Regions from separate parts of the Mus musculus genome. Here region 2 is linked to region 1. Evidence: chromatin contacts called from public HiChIP or PLAC-seq data. All regions are on one chromosome and are shown on one strand. Each heading gives the region's core, a stretch centred on a gene start, on an enhancer-like site or on the middle of the called end of the contact. The rest is flanking DNA. Distances are from core to core; before and after follow the strand shown. Region 1 overlaps Pdss2 (prenyl (solanesyl) diphosphate synthase, subunit 2). Region 2 overlaps Crybg1 (crystallin beta-gamma domain containing 1).

Region 1 (6,271 bases), core at 2,712-5,211:
CCCAGCTCCCACGTGGCAGGCTTTTAGCTGTCTATGACTCTAGTCCTAGGGGATCCAGTGCCCTCTTCTGGCCTCCTCAGGCACTGCACAAGCATGATGCACAGACAAACATGCAAGCCAAAGACCCACACACATTCTTTTTATTAAAATAATTAAAAATATTAGACTGCTCTAAGACAAGGACTAGCTAGACGATGATAGGGAACTATCTAACGTTCCTAGTTAACTTTCTGGGCTGGCAGAGTGGGTCAGCAAATAAAAGCGGCTGCTGGGACGCCTGACCTGAGTTTGATTTCCAGAGCCCGCGATGCGAGAACCAAGTTCTGAAAGCATCCTGTGCTCTCCACATTGTACCGTGGCCTGCCTGCCCACGGTCCCTCTCGCACAGACACGCAGCAATAATGCTTAGTGAAATGACTTTTAAAATGTCTCTAGTTAACTCTCCTGGTGTAATCGCAGTGTTGTGATTATGCAAGTCAAAACCAGGATGAAGCAGCCTGCTGCCAATGGCGTGCACCAAAGGTGTGCTTCTAATTAAATTTTGAAGAAAAAAATAGAAGACTTTTTAGCCTGGTTTTCAGAGCTGTCATGGTCCCTGCTGCCTGGCTCTGCCAGGCGTGCTGTTCTCAGCTCTGCTCCTCCCTGCACGCTCTGCTTACTGCTCCCCACAGCCTTCTTCCCCTGCAGTTAACTTACTACTCTTGACCCCACGTCTCATCAAAGCCCACTCTGCAAGACTTTCTGGTATCTCTCCTGGTTGACCTTATCTGCCCTGCCCTGCCCTGCACCTATAGTGCCACATCGCTGCCTTGGTATTGCTGCAGTTCAGGTTCTCTTTAGTTAGCTCCTGGGCCTTGAGCAGAGAGGACATGACTCTGACATTAGTTGGTGCCCCAAGAGTTCTTAGAAATTCAGCATTTGACTCCTCTAACAGATATCCACATGCCTCGGTTGCCAGCCTAGAAGTCTAAAGCATTTGGCTTGTCCAAGGAACGTTGACTGCTGTAATGAAAACAGGGCCACACTCACCTAAGTGTCTTCAGAATCTGAGTCCAGCCGCCTCTGAGCTTACTGTAGATGAAAGCAAAACTAATTTGATCTGATTAGGTGGAATGCCATAGTCAGGGAGAACTAAGGCCTTGGGGGGAGAGCTAAGCAGGCTGAGCTATAGCCATGAGTGCAACCATGATTTTACTGTCCAGTAATCTGTGCTCTCGTGCAGCCCCACCCATCCCCGTGGAGTTGATAGGATCCTCGTTTAGAGCCAGGAACAGTTAGTTGAGTTGTGTCCCTCAAATGGTAGAGCTAAGACAGAAACTTGAATCTGGCTGTGCACTCACTCAGTCCTTGGCAGGATCCTGGGGAAGCCTAGGCTGGAGTGATCGGAGTCTAAAGTTTAGTAGAAAGTGGCTCTATGGGAGAAGGCAGCAGAAAAACATGGCCTCAGAGGCGGATGGCGGTACATGCTTGTAATCCCATCTCGTGGGGGAGGCTGAGACAGAAGAATTGCTGAGAGTGTAATTCAGGCAGAGATGATATATAGTGAGAAGGCCAGGCAGAGTGAGATGCTGTCTGCCCTGGTCCCCCAAAAGTGAGATGGCTTCACAGGTATAATTACACTACACAAGCTTCACATAAGTTTGATCCCCAGAACCCACATGAAAATGGAAGAAGAGAACCTGATCTCATACCACAATTTTGTGGGTTTATGCATGCATGTGCACTCGTGTACACACATACACACACACACACACACACACACACACACACTGTAAGGAAAGCTGAAAACAAGAAATGTGGCCTCTTCTAATATCTGGAGTAACTGAGCTTCCCTGGACCTCTAACCCCTTTATCCTATAATTAGAGTAATACACCAGCATATATTTTTATTCATGTTTTATGTATTATACAGTATGTAGCTTAAAGTCTCACAGGGAAGTCAGTACGTGAGTAGAACATTAAAGTACAACACTGTAGTAACTGTACTCCAGAAGCACACAGGCTACTCCAGAGGGAGAAGAGCAGCTGGTCCCTGGTGCCATCGTCCTGGGTGGCTGAGTGCCTTCCACCCAGGTAGAATCCGGGTGGGAGGGGCTTACTAGGAGTGGACCGGCAACCCCAAGGGAGCCAGTGTGTCAGCTCTGAAAACTGCGGCTAGCTCCCCTTAATACATGAGCAGAAGACAGAAGGGAGAAAAACGAAGCTGGGAGGGACTGGAGAGAGGACTCTTGTTCCTCCTGGGGAACTTGAACTGCTAAGGCTGTCGGAAGGCAGTGACAGATTTTAGACGAGACCGTATTTGATTTATAAACCTTTTTGGCAGTGTGGCAATGTGGATGGAGCTTGGGAAGGATCTTTAGGATGTGAAAATAACCTAGCTGGGGGGAAGATGAGAACCCCAGTGTAGCACAGTTTAAAAAGTAGAAAATCAAAGAGCTCAAAGGAGCTGCAGAGATGAGGGCTTGCTGACTGTCAGTGAAGATGTCCACATCCGTCCAGCGGTGGCAATGCTGTCTGTTAGTCTCAGCACTCAGGAAGTAGAGGCAGGCAGCTCTCTGAGTTCCAGGACAGCCAGCACCTTCCTGGCAGGATATCCAGGTCAGAGAAACCCTGTCTCAGAAAACGAAAAGGAAACGTTCACAGGAAGGCTGTAATGCTCCCTGCTGTGACTCAGGTATCCAGGCAGTAGAATATCTCTGCTGTGGGGCTACCCCAGCGCCAGAGGGAAAGCCCTAGAGGGATTCCCACGGACAGTTCCGTGCTGCATCCCGTCCATAGCATGCATCTTCCATGACTCATAGACTGGGTCTTACTACCTGGCCCCACCCAGTCTCTAAGAGTCAGAGGAGTTGGCCTCAGGTGAGCTAGCCAGGGACTGCCTGGTGCCTAGGTGAGGGAGTGAGGGAGACCCTCACTGAGACTATTGAACAGGACAAGGTCATTTAAGTTCAAAAGATGAAGCCTTTTCCAACTACAACTATAATGATTTTGTTTAGTGTTTTTAAGATGTTATTGCTAGTCACTTGTATGGCCTGGCGCATATGCGTGCAGCTAGCTGCCTGTGGAAGCTTTGGGGAGCCGCCAGAGATGGAGGAGAGTGCAGGCCAAGGCAAATCTGCAGCCCCCTCTTTGTTTTTCTGTTTGTTGGTTTGTTTTTTGAAATAGAGTCTGGCCATGTAGTCCTGGCTGACCTCTAACTCACAGAAATCCACCTGCCTCTGCCTTCCAAGTGTTGGAATTAAAGGTGAGCATTGCCCGTCAGACCCTTTGGTTCTTTCTTTGGTCACAGAGAGAGACCGGAAGTCAATTTGCTGGCTGGTGAGAACCACTACATTAGCAAAAATGCTTTGTTCCATTTTCCCGAGGAAAATATTTTTGTTTTTAAATAAGTCATACTCAGATTTAATAATATGTGTTTTTCTTGAATTTTGATTATTGTATCAACATAAGGTGTTTGAATTGTTTTTTTTTTAAGTTTGAAGATGTTAATGGAGGCTCCTCCTCCCTCCCCACCCCCCACCCCCTCCCACACACACACACACATAAAATAGAGGCTGTTGAATTCGCTGTTGAATTCCAAATGCCAGAGATACCACAGCTTGGCCTTCATTACTGCCTTCCCAGCATGGGACTCTGTGCAGATCAAGGGGTGGCTGTGAGAGGAGCTGTAATTGGGCTGATTGGAGCCATTGTGCTGCTCTGGAGCGAGGCTCCCGTAGCCTTAGGGAGGTGATGGTGTCTGGAGAGCACCTGGAAACCTGTCCTCTTTCTCCAGACGAGAGAGCAGAAATACTGGATTTACGTGTTTCCTGTCCCTCACTCCCACCCCCAGTTAAATTGTGGTCCTCACTGTACAACCAAAACCTGACTTATTGTGCATTTATTTCCTAACAGTTGCGAGAAACAATCAAAGCTGGCAAAGGTGTGACTTCAGCTATTGACCTGTGTCGTTACCATGGAAACAAGGCACTAGAGGCCCTGGAGAGCTTCCCTCCCTCAGAGGCCAGATCGGCTTTAGAAAACATTGTGTTTGCTGTGACCAGATTTTCTTGACACCAAATTAAAAAGACACTATTGTTCCTTAGCTGAAAAACCCAGAGAATGAGGCGGACAGGAGAGCTTTTGGTGATGAAATAAGTAACGTGTTTAATGACTTTAGAAATATATGTATTTTTTTTTTCTGTCCTTTATCTGACTGCTTAATGAATCTATCCTTTGGAACCACTACAAACAAAACGAGAAGGAAAAAGGTCACGCGGTTTTCACTTGTCACGCCAGAGCACACTTGAGGCTTCAGCAACAGAAATAATTAATGAGACTCGCTCCCGTGACCTCAGCAAATGGACAGGAAATAAGTCCTTATTGATTGGACCAAGCCCGGGATGGCGCCAGGGCGGTGGCTGTGGTTTTCCTTCCACAGAGGACAGAGCAAGCTGGAAGCTGCAGGTGTCGAGCGAAGCACTGGATGCCAGCTCTGGGGGACACATCAACACCAATGACCAGTCTGTCGTAGTGGAGAAGACCTCAACGCATTAAGCAAAAGTCTGTGTTGCCTGCTGTCTTGAAATCATGTGCATATAGTGTGAGAGGCTTGGGCATCCTAGTTCTTATCAGATTTGGGAGAAGTGAAGGAGATGTTAAGCTGCCAAATACTTGAAATTGAATATTAAAATGTTACCAAGTGTTGACTCAATTGTATAAGAAAGTGTCTGCCTTTCTTTCTTAAAGATCAAATTTAGGACACATTTCAAGCTTGGCATGGTGGCACACACCTTTAATCTCAGCACTCGGGAGGCAGAGGCAGGCTGATCTCTGCGTTCGAGGCCATCCTGGTCTACAGAGTGAGTTCCAGGACAGCCAGAGCTACACAGAGAAACCCTGTCTGGAAAACAAACAAAAAAGATACAATTCAAAGGCCAGTTTCTATATTTCAAAAGCCACGTATCCATTTATGACACTTTGTCTGGGGGACTCCCTCTGGTGTCCCCAGCTTTCAGCAGTGTAACTGTAGTACTGGGCCTTGGTTGGTGAGAGTTTTGTTTTAACCTCAGAATGTCAACTTTTGATATTGAGACACAGACACTGAGTTCCAGAAAGAATACAAGCGCTCACATAGGCCTGCAATCGGATTCTGGCTCCATGCGGTTGGCAGACGGTTGCCGTGGTTTGCACAAATGCAATCGGAGAATCCCGTTGACAAGAAGGCTGAGTTTACATAACTGGTCTCGACTGCCTTTCCTCCTCCTGTGTGTAATTACAGCCCTATCTGGAGACAGAAAACACGGGAAGCAGATTGTATTACCTACTCTGCTCAAACACTAGGGAAGTCATCTTAGTTGAATTCCTCCTCCCAAAAGTTTGAAGCAGGCCCTCCTGTGGCCTGCAGTGAGGAGGACGTGTAAGCCCACAGAGGTTAAGCTGTTATGAGTGGACTCCAAGATAAGTGACTGGGTCACACTACCACAATCTATAGATTGCCCATAGAGCATTGCACTTGTCTGTTTGAAGCGAGTCTTCTCAGTGAGCATGGCTTAATTAGTAACTATGGTGACAATGCTATAGCTCTGAGTAGGTTCTAATCATTAACTTTCCTGAGAAGGAGCCTACCCCACGCCTCGGATCTGTTTCTCTGTGTGGTCAAAAGTCACTCCCCTCTCACCTCAATTTCCTCTCCTGTAACAGGAGATGATAGGAAATGAATGAGTGCCTTCCAGATCTGTGTATGAGTGACTGTCACACTGGAGTGGCCACTCCCAGCACTTTGGGAGGCAGAGGCAGCCCGGCTAAGCTACATAGTGAGTTCAGAGGCCAGCTTGGACGAAAAAGACCCTGTCTGAAAACATGCAAAGTTCACCATTTCTGATGACCTAGTAAACATGCTGCATGAGATAGGGGGGGAGGGGGGGATCTTGGAAGCTCTGACAGGCAGCTAAACGTCCAGTCTCCTCACATGACCTAAACCATTCCATCTGCCCTTATATGACATGTGACATGGTCCTGGATTCCTGTATTTCAACACCCACCTTTGCTTCTTTGGGATCTTTCTACCTCTCTTTTGTCTTCCAAGAGCTTCTGTGACCTCTATTCTGTCTCCTCCTTAAAAAAAAAAAAAAAAAAAAAAAAAGCTGGGCCTGGTGGTGCACGCTTTTAATCCCAGCACTCGGGAGGCAGAAGCACGCAGATTTCTGAGTTTCAAGGCCAGGCTGGCCTACAAAGTGAGTTCCAGGACAGCCAGGGCAACACAGAGAAACCCTGTCTCAAAACAAAACAA
Region 2 (6,271 bases), core at 1,056-3,555, 560 kb after region 1:
AAGAACGAATGCAAACTAAACTTTATGCCACAAACTTGAGGAAGACAAATTCCCATTTAGGTAGTTTCCCAACTACACATATGACGATTATGGAGAGCGAGTGAAACCTCAGAGCAAAGAGGAAGGAGAAGGGGGATCCTTGGGCTGGGCGGGGCCTTTGCAAGTAGAGGAAGCTGTTTCACACATCTTGAAAATTCTAAATATAGCACTGAGTGTTTTTACAGAGAATACAAAGAATACGAGTCTCCTAGGTTTTCTGATCGCTCAAAGCATCTTTCCTATACTTTCCATAGTACAACACTGACATTCACAAATGCCTTGAAACATAACTTATTCTCCCGGCTTGGCCACAAATGTCTTGGGGGAGGAAGTGTTGGTGTCTTTGTTTCTTGGACTCCAAGAGTTCCTTGCACATAGATTTAAAAGTGCACAGAGGTAGGGGTAGAGGGGTGAGGCAGTGGTGGTGCACACCTTTAATCATAGCACAGAGGCAGGTGGATCTCTGTGAATTCAAGGCCAGCCAGGTCTACACAACTAAATCCAGGACAGCCAGAGCTACACAAAGAAACCCTGTCTCAAAACAAAACAAAAGGTACATGGTAAACAAATAGAAACTTATTGCACATGTACAACCCCTGTAAAAATACAACCTGAGCCCCTCACTGCCTCTAGGTTTAGAAACATCCCATCTAAATAAGAATTAGTACTTACCATAGAGTCTGATAAGGACATTCCAGAAAAGGAATGGCCTGGGTCATACCGGCTTGCTTTGAAAAGGCCCAGGAAGTCCGCGTCCACGCTCCCAACATTCGGCAGGTTTGACTTCAGAATACCTTCCACGCCATCGCTGTTCTTCAGTTTGGGTAAGTCTGAAAGGTTGTTTTCTGGCAATTGTAGGTTGCCCTGAGAATTCACATCTTCCTTGCTTCCCTCTTTTTGTGGGTACTTTTCCATGTGGCTGGAACCCAGACGAGATGTATTTGATGAATTGAAATTGAAGACCTTTAAGGAGTTGTGGGGTGCAAGGTGTGGCTGTTCTTTGTCTGAGCCACAGGGCAGGCCACCCTCCTTCCTGGGCTGTACCACTGATGACTGAGATACGGAGCTGTTCTGAGAAGTGCTAAAAGATGTGCTCATTGTGTTGACTGACGTCACGGAGGGAGAAAAGACTTTGTCTTGTGGCAGAGAAGAAAGCATGCTTGAGAAAAGCGTGCTGTTTTCTAGCCGTGACCTCTTAACGCCGCCGCTGTTGATGTCCCTGTTCTCCTTGTCACTTGCTTCTGAAGTGGTCTGTGGCTCGCTCTTCCCATTACTGTTAGTGTGCAAGGACTTGAAGACGATGCTCTGCTCGGTGGATGCACGCTTGGCTCTCAGTTTGGATATGGGGTCGTGGTTCTGCAACAAGTGCAAAGCTGGTGACACCTCTGCCAGGCTTTCCTTCTTCTTCCCTAAACCAATGGTGAACACGTTGGGATCAAACACCTTTTCCAAACTGTCCTCGTGAATGGGAGGCATAGCGAAGTGAGGGGCTGGAGAGTTTGGGACCCGGGCCTTCTTCTTTTTCTGGGGCACACATACTGCACTGTCCATCTTTTTAATAATTTCAGTGAATTTTTCCATATCAGAAGAAGAATCCAAGACACTATTGTCACTACCAGCAGAAATGTTCAAAAGCCTGGTAGGGGTAAGTGGGCTGGTCGCATCTTGACCTGGCCTTTGGGGGCCTTCTGCATGACTTCTGCTGCTGGGAGAGTGGGTGAGGATGAACTCCGCTGTCTGGGGCATCCCACTGCTGCTCTGGATGGGCGGAGCCTTCTCAGGTCCTGACTGTGTGATGTGTGGTCGAGACTGTGCCACATGTCCTTCTCTGTGATGGATGTCCTTGGGTGATGTGTCTGGTGCATCCTCGTGCTGCGGAACACAAGTGGTGACAGACACCACTTCAGGCTCATTACTGTGACAGCTTGGCAGCTGTGCCTCTCTAACTTCAGAGCTCTCTGAGATGACCTGAGAGCTCACATCCTGAGGATTCTCCACGGGAAGCACAAAGGACCGGACCTGGACGAGGACTTTGGAGGGACAGTCTTTCCCCATAGTTTCTGGGCTGTGCTCTGGAGTGGAAGGGGGACTGGCTTCTCCCACTCCAGGTTTGGAGATGGGAGTTTTCTCAGTGTGAGGAGAGACTGGCGAAACACACCCATTGTGGTTTTCTGACACTTCTAGAGCAGTGCAGGGAACACTGCATATGGGAACTTGAACACAGCCATCTTGGGGAGCGTCCACAGAAATGGGTGCAGAAGGCGGGAGAGATGACTCCCTAGCTGACTCAGCCGCTGAAGCTGGCTGTGAGTCAGAAAATGCATCCTGTGGCTTTGGGGGAGCCTCTCTGGCATCACAAATGGCAGCGATGTCCTGTGCAACATCACTTGTGTTGTTAAGGACGGGGCCTTTGCTGTCAGCAGCCTCTGGCTGGCCCTCTCCTGAGAGCTCAGAGTCCTTCACAGGAACCAGAGCAGTGGGCCCTGGGTGGGAAGGATAGGCAGTGTCTGTTTGTACATCCAGCTTATCACTTTGCTCAGGCTCAGGGCGGAGGACCTGATCCTTGGTGGACTCTCCTTCCCCTCCTCTGGTGGCTGGACGAATCTCTTCTCTGGGGACAGGGACTGCTGTGCCTTTCCCTTCTGCAGATGGCTCTTTGACCACCAGGCCATTCTGGTGGCTGGTTGACACAGCTTTCTTTTCGGGTTGCTCCATTTCTTTGGCCTTTTTGGCTAAGTTCAGCTTCGCCCTCCCAACAAATGTCTTACTAGAGGGAGGATTGTTCCTTGTGTTACGGACGTCGGGGTGGCGGGGGCTACTGTTAGCCCGCTTGTTTTCAAATAAGGAGATTTTGTTGGCTGTGTTCCCCTTATGAACTGGCTGGCTAAATGAGTTGTGCTCATTTCCCAAACTGTCAGGATTCTTCGGAGTTTTCAGATTTAGTTCCACATGTTTGGGTCTGGCGGGGCTGCAAGGACAAAGCAACAGGGCAGTTAGCAGCCTGGTGTTAAGTCGACATACAAACCAGCTGCCAAAGAGACCACAAAGTCCGCATCCCCTGGTGTGTATCTGCTTTCCCATGAAACTTCCTAAACAATCCTACAAACACTAGCACATATTTTTAATATAAAGTATCTTACCTACATATGACAGATGAGACTATAAATCTAAGAAACTATTAATTTACCAAGTATTCATATTCATTCACAGTGAGTGGCACTGAACTGGCAGACATTACAAGGTATAAGGAACAAATTTAAATACTTAATGCCTTCCCATATTTTAAATGCGCAGTATGTATTTATGCATGCATGCATGCATGTGTGAAGTCAGAGGACAACCATGGGTGTCAAGGTTCGACTTTGCTGAGACAGTCTCTCGATGTTCAGCACTGCACACCCAAGTTGTCAGGTCTGGGAGCTGCCAAGCTTTTCTTGGCTCCATCTTCCATCTCACTACGGGAATGCTGGGATTAGAGACACTCATTCCCATGACCACCTTTTCTATGGGTCTCAGGTCCTCACACTGTATCCACTGAGCTGTCCCTCTGAACATGGAAAGTGTTTTTAAATCTTTCCTAAACCTGCTGCTCATCAGCATTCTGCCTTATTCCCAGTGGTTTCATATGCATAAATATTTTACTAGAATGAAAATGGCAGTGTTCATAGGGCTTGCTTGGCTGCTTGCCTTTTGCTAAGACAAAAGGATGAGTTAACATTATAACTTCCAGGGTCCTAAGACTGACTTCCTTGGAATTTTACACAAACATTAGTAGAAGCAAATTTTTTAACCATACGGCTATACCATAATTTGTTAACTGACTTTGTTAATGTGTCTAGGGCAGAGTCTCCCAGCTCATTCACATTTCTTAGGTCTAATTACTTATTACTGGGAATAATGTCTTTAGTGTACACAATGTGTTCTTTCACAATAGCAGAATGTGTTGTGTTGGCATTTGCCTGCCTTGGCCTCAGTCCTGGCTCTCACACTAATATCTGTGTGAATTTAGCCAAGGCATTTCACATATCTGGCCCATTGCTCTCTTTTGTATCTGTAACTTAAAAGGTAATACAAAACAAAACCCCTACATAATTTAGAACAGAATTAGTTTTTATTTCACACAAAACTTATGGTTAAGGGAATTTTGGAAGTCCCCTTAAGGGGTTACACTGAGGGCTAACAGAGGCTACAGGACCAGAAGGCTCCCCATGGCTGCTTTCAGACAGAGCCACTCCCACTTTTTTGTTTTATGAACCATTTTATATAAACATTCCTCAGGGCAGGCAGAGGAGCTTGTCAGTTTGTAGCCAAATGAAAACCACCGTTTGCCAAGCACTTGGGAAGTTATTTAATTTGGTTTACCCAATGTACAACTTGCCTGTTCTTTTCTAAAGAGAGAAAGCTGAGACCTAGAGAAGGTAGGTGACTCCTCTGAGGTCACCTAGCTGGTGACAAGGCCTGGGTTTGAAGCAGGAGCTCATGTCTCAGAAGCCACATTACAGTATGTGGTCAGACTAGACGGGCCTGGAGCCCCGCAGCCGCTTTCCTTATCAATGGTGTGTGTGTGTGTGTGTGTTGAACGTGGAGGGGATGGGGGATGGGAGATGGGGGTGTTCAGTGAGATATCAGGTCCATCAGAAACACAGTGTTTGCAAATGCTGTGTTAATTAATTATTGCTGTGTTAATTAATTAATGAGCAAAGGTGACAATCTGAGGAATCTTAAAAAAAGAAAGAGCGGACCAGTCAGCACAGGAAGAGAGCATCACCGAAGTAGACATCAAAGTACATCTTGGGATGTGCAAGGAGAATGTCCAGGTGAGCCCCCGGCTCCCCATGGGAAGCACATCTGCTCATTAAAGATTTACACCAGATCAAAATACCTTTTACAACCCAACTCTCTACCATTAACTTGTGTTACCAAGAGTCACTGCAATTAACCCAGTTGGGGCTGATTAAAAGGCAGGCTCCTCTAATGCATGTTGTAATGCCTTCATTATGAGGTGAGAGGGAGTGAAAAAAGCCACAGCTACACTGTAAAAGGAAGTGCCTCCCTGCCTTAAACACATCCCTCTTCGAATCTCAGTGTTTGGGAGAGAACGTGCAGAAATCAGTCTTTGAACAGGATTAAGTCATTGTTTTTTAGGTGATACAATCTTATTTTAATTTTTCTTTCCCAAACCAGGCTCAGATCTCAATCCTGTCATTTGGGAGAGAAAAGCCTTGAGTTTCAGGCCAGCCTTGGCTAAACAGTGAGTTAGGAGCCATCCTGGGCTACAAGGTGAGCCCATCAAAAAAATCCAGCCAACCAACCAACCAAACAAACCAACTAACCAGCCAGCCAACCAACCAACCAGCCAACAAACCAACCAAACCAAAACCAACAAACCAAACAAACCAAACCAAACCACACCACACCAAACTACAATCAGTTAATATCTTTCTAAAAATCCAGCCATAACAGGACTAAAGGTCTGAAAGCCTCTGTCAGATTGACAGAAATAGGCCAAAGAACTAGATAAAATTCTTAATTTTCCACTTCATTAGTTTGCCAGTTCAAAAGAAAATTTAAAAAGACGGGTGGTGAGGAAAACGGTTTAAAAAGAAGTGACCGGTAGTGAGAAAAAAAGACACTTGGCTCAGTTCTGGTAGGATGCAGACCCAAAGAAGAGTTCCATTGTAAGATCCCTTCCAGAACTTGTTTACTGATCCCTTAACAGTGTAACATTTCTGGTTTTTCCACTGGTGCCTTCTGATTGGATGACAGGTGGAGCGGCCAGCCTGGATTTAGTCCTGCAGCGTTTCTCCTAGCTAGGCTTAGCAGGTTTCTGTGTTCCGTCACACTCGTCTTCCACAAATAATGGGCATCATTCAGTGGGGAAATTTTCCTGACGCTACCGTTACAGAATAAATAGCTGATTATGTCAAAGGTCTCCAGGCTGCCAGCTGGTGAGACAGTTCAACCTTATTCATTAAGCACATTTTCCTCCTAGCTTCCAGACAGACCTGTTTCAAACCTTACGTCTTTTTAGGACATCAAATAGAATGAAACCATTTAGTTCAAAAATGATAATGCTGCAAATGATGGGCCTTTTTGATCAGTTTGTGAATCAAAAATAGGAAGAATTTGAGAACTTAATTATTTCCACCTGCTGGGAAGAGTCACGGCCTGAGCTCAGTTCTACAGAGAGCCCTCCTGGGCTTCCTAGCCACACAAATCAGTTACCATCAAA

The links. HiChIP or PLAC-seq counts read pairs in DNA pulled down with a chosen protein or histone mark.
Region 2: a contact with region 1 is called in an HNF4G HiChIP or PLAC-seq map of pancreatic cancer cells. The contact joins two enhancer-like sites. A contact is called at or near these places in 2 of 115 datasets of contacts at active chromatin or transcription factors (bone marrow-derived macrophages and pancreatic cancer cells).

Annotation. Positions count from the first base shown.
Region 1 is chr10:43,435,905-43,442,175 of GRCm38.p6, forward strand. It overlaps Pdss2 (prenyl (solanesyl) diphosphate synthase, subunit 2), which reads left to right. Exons shown (of 8, transcript NM_027772.2): 8 at 3,895-4,344. The coding sequence ends at 4,053. Among named protein-coding and RNA genes, the nearest start is that of Bend3, 40 kb to the right of the region's middle. Within about 2 kb of position 3,962, at least 95 of the 459 cell types and tissues checked have an H3K27ac peak or open chromatin away from gene starts, as enhancers often do. A contact at or near this core is called in pancreatic cancer cells, where this site is marked.
Region 2 is chr10:43,996,341-44,002,611 of GRCm38.p6, forward strand. It overlaps Crybg1 (crystallin beta-gamma domain containing 1), which reads right to left. Exons shown (of 22, transcript NM_001368305.1): 4 at 712-3,007. Among named protein-coding and RNA genes, the nearest start is that of Gm40636, 31 kb to the left of the region's middle. Within about 2 kb of position 2,306, at least 80 of the 459 cell types and tissues checked have an H3K27ac peak or open chromatin away from gene starts, as enhancers often do. A contact at or near this core is called in pancreatic cancer cells, where this site is marked.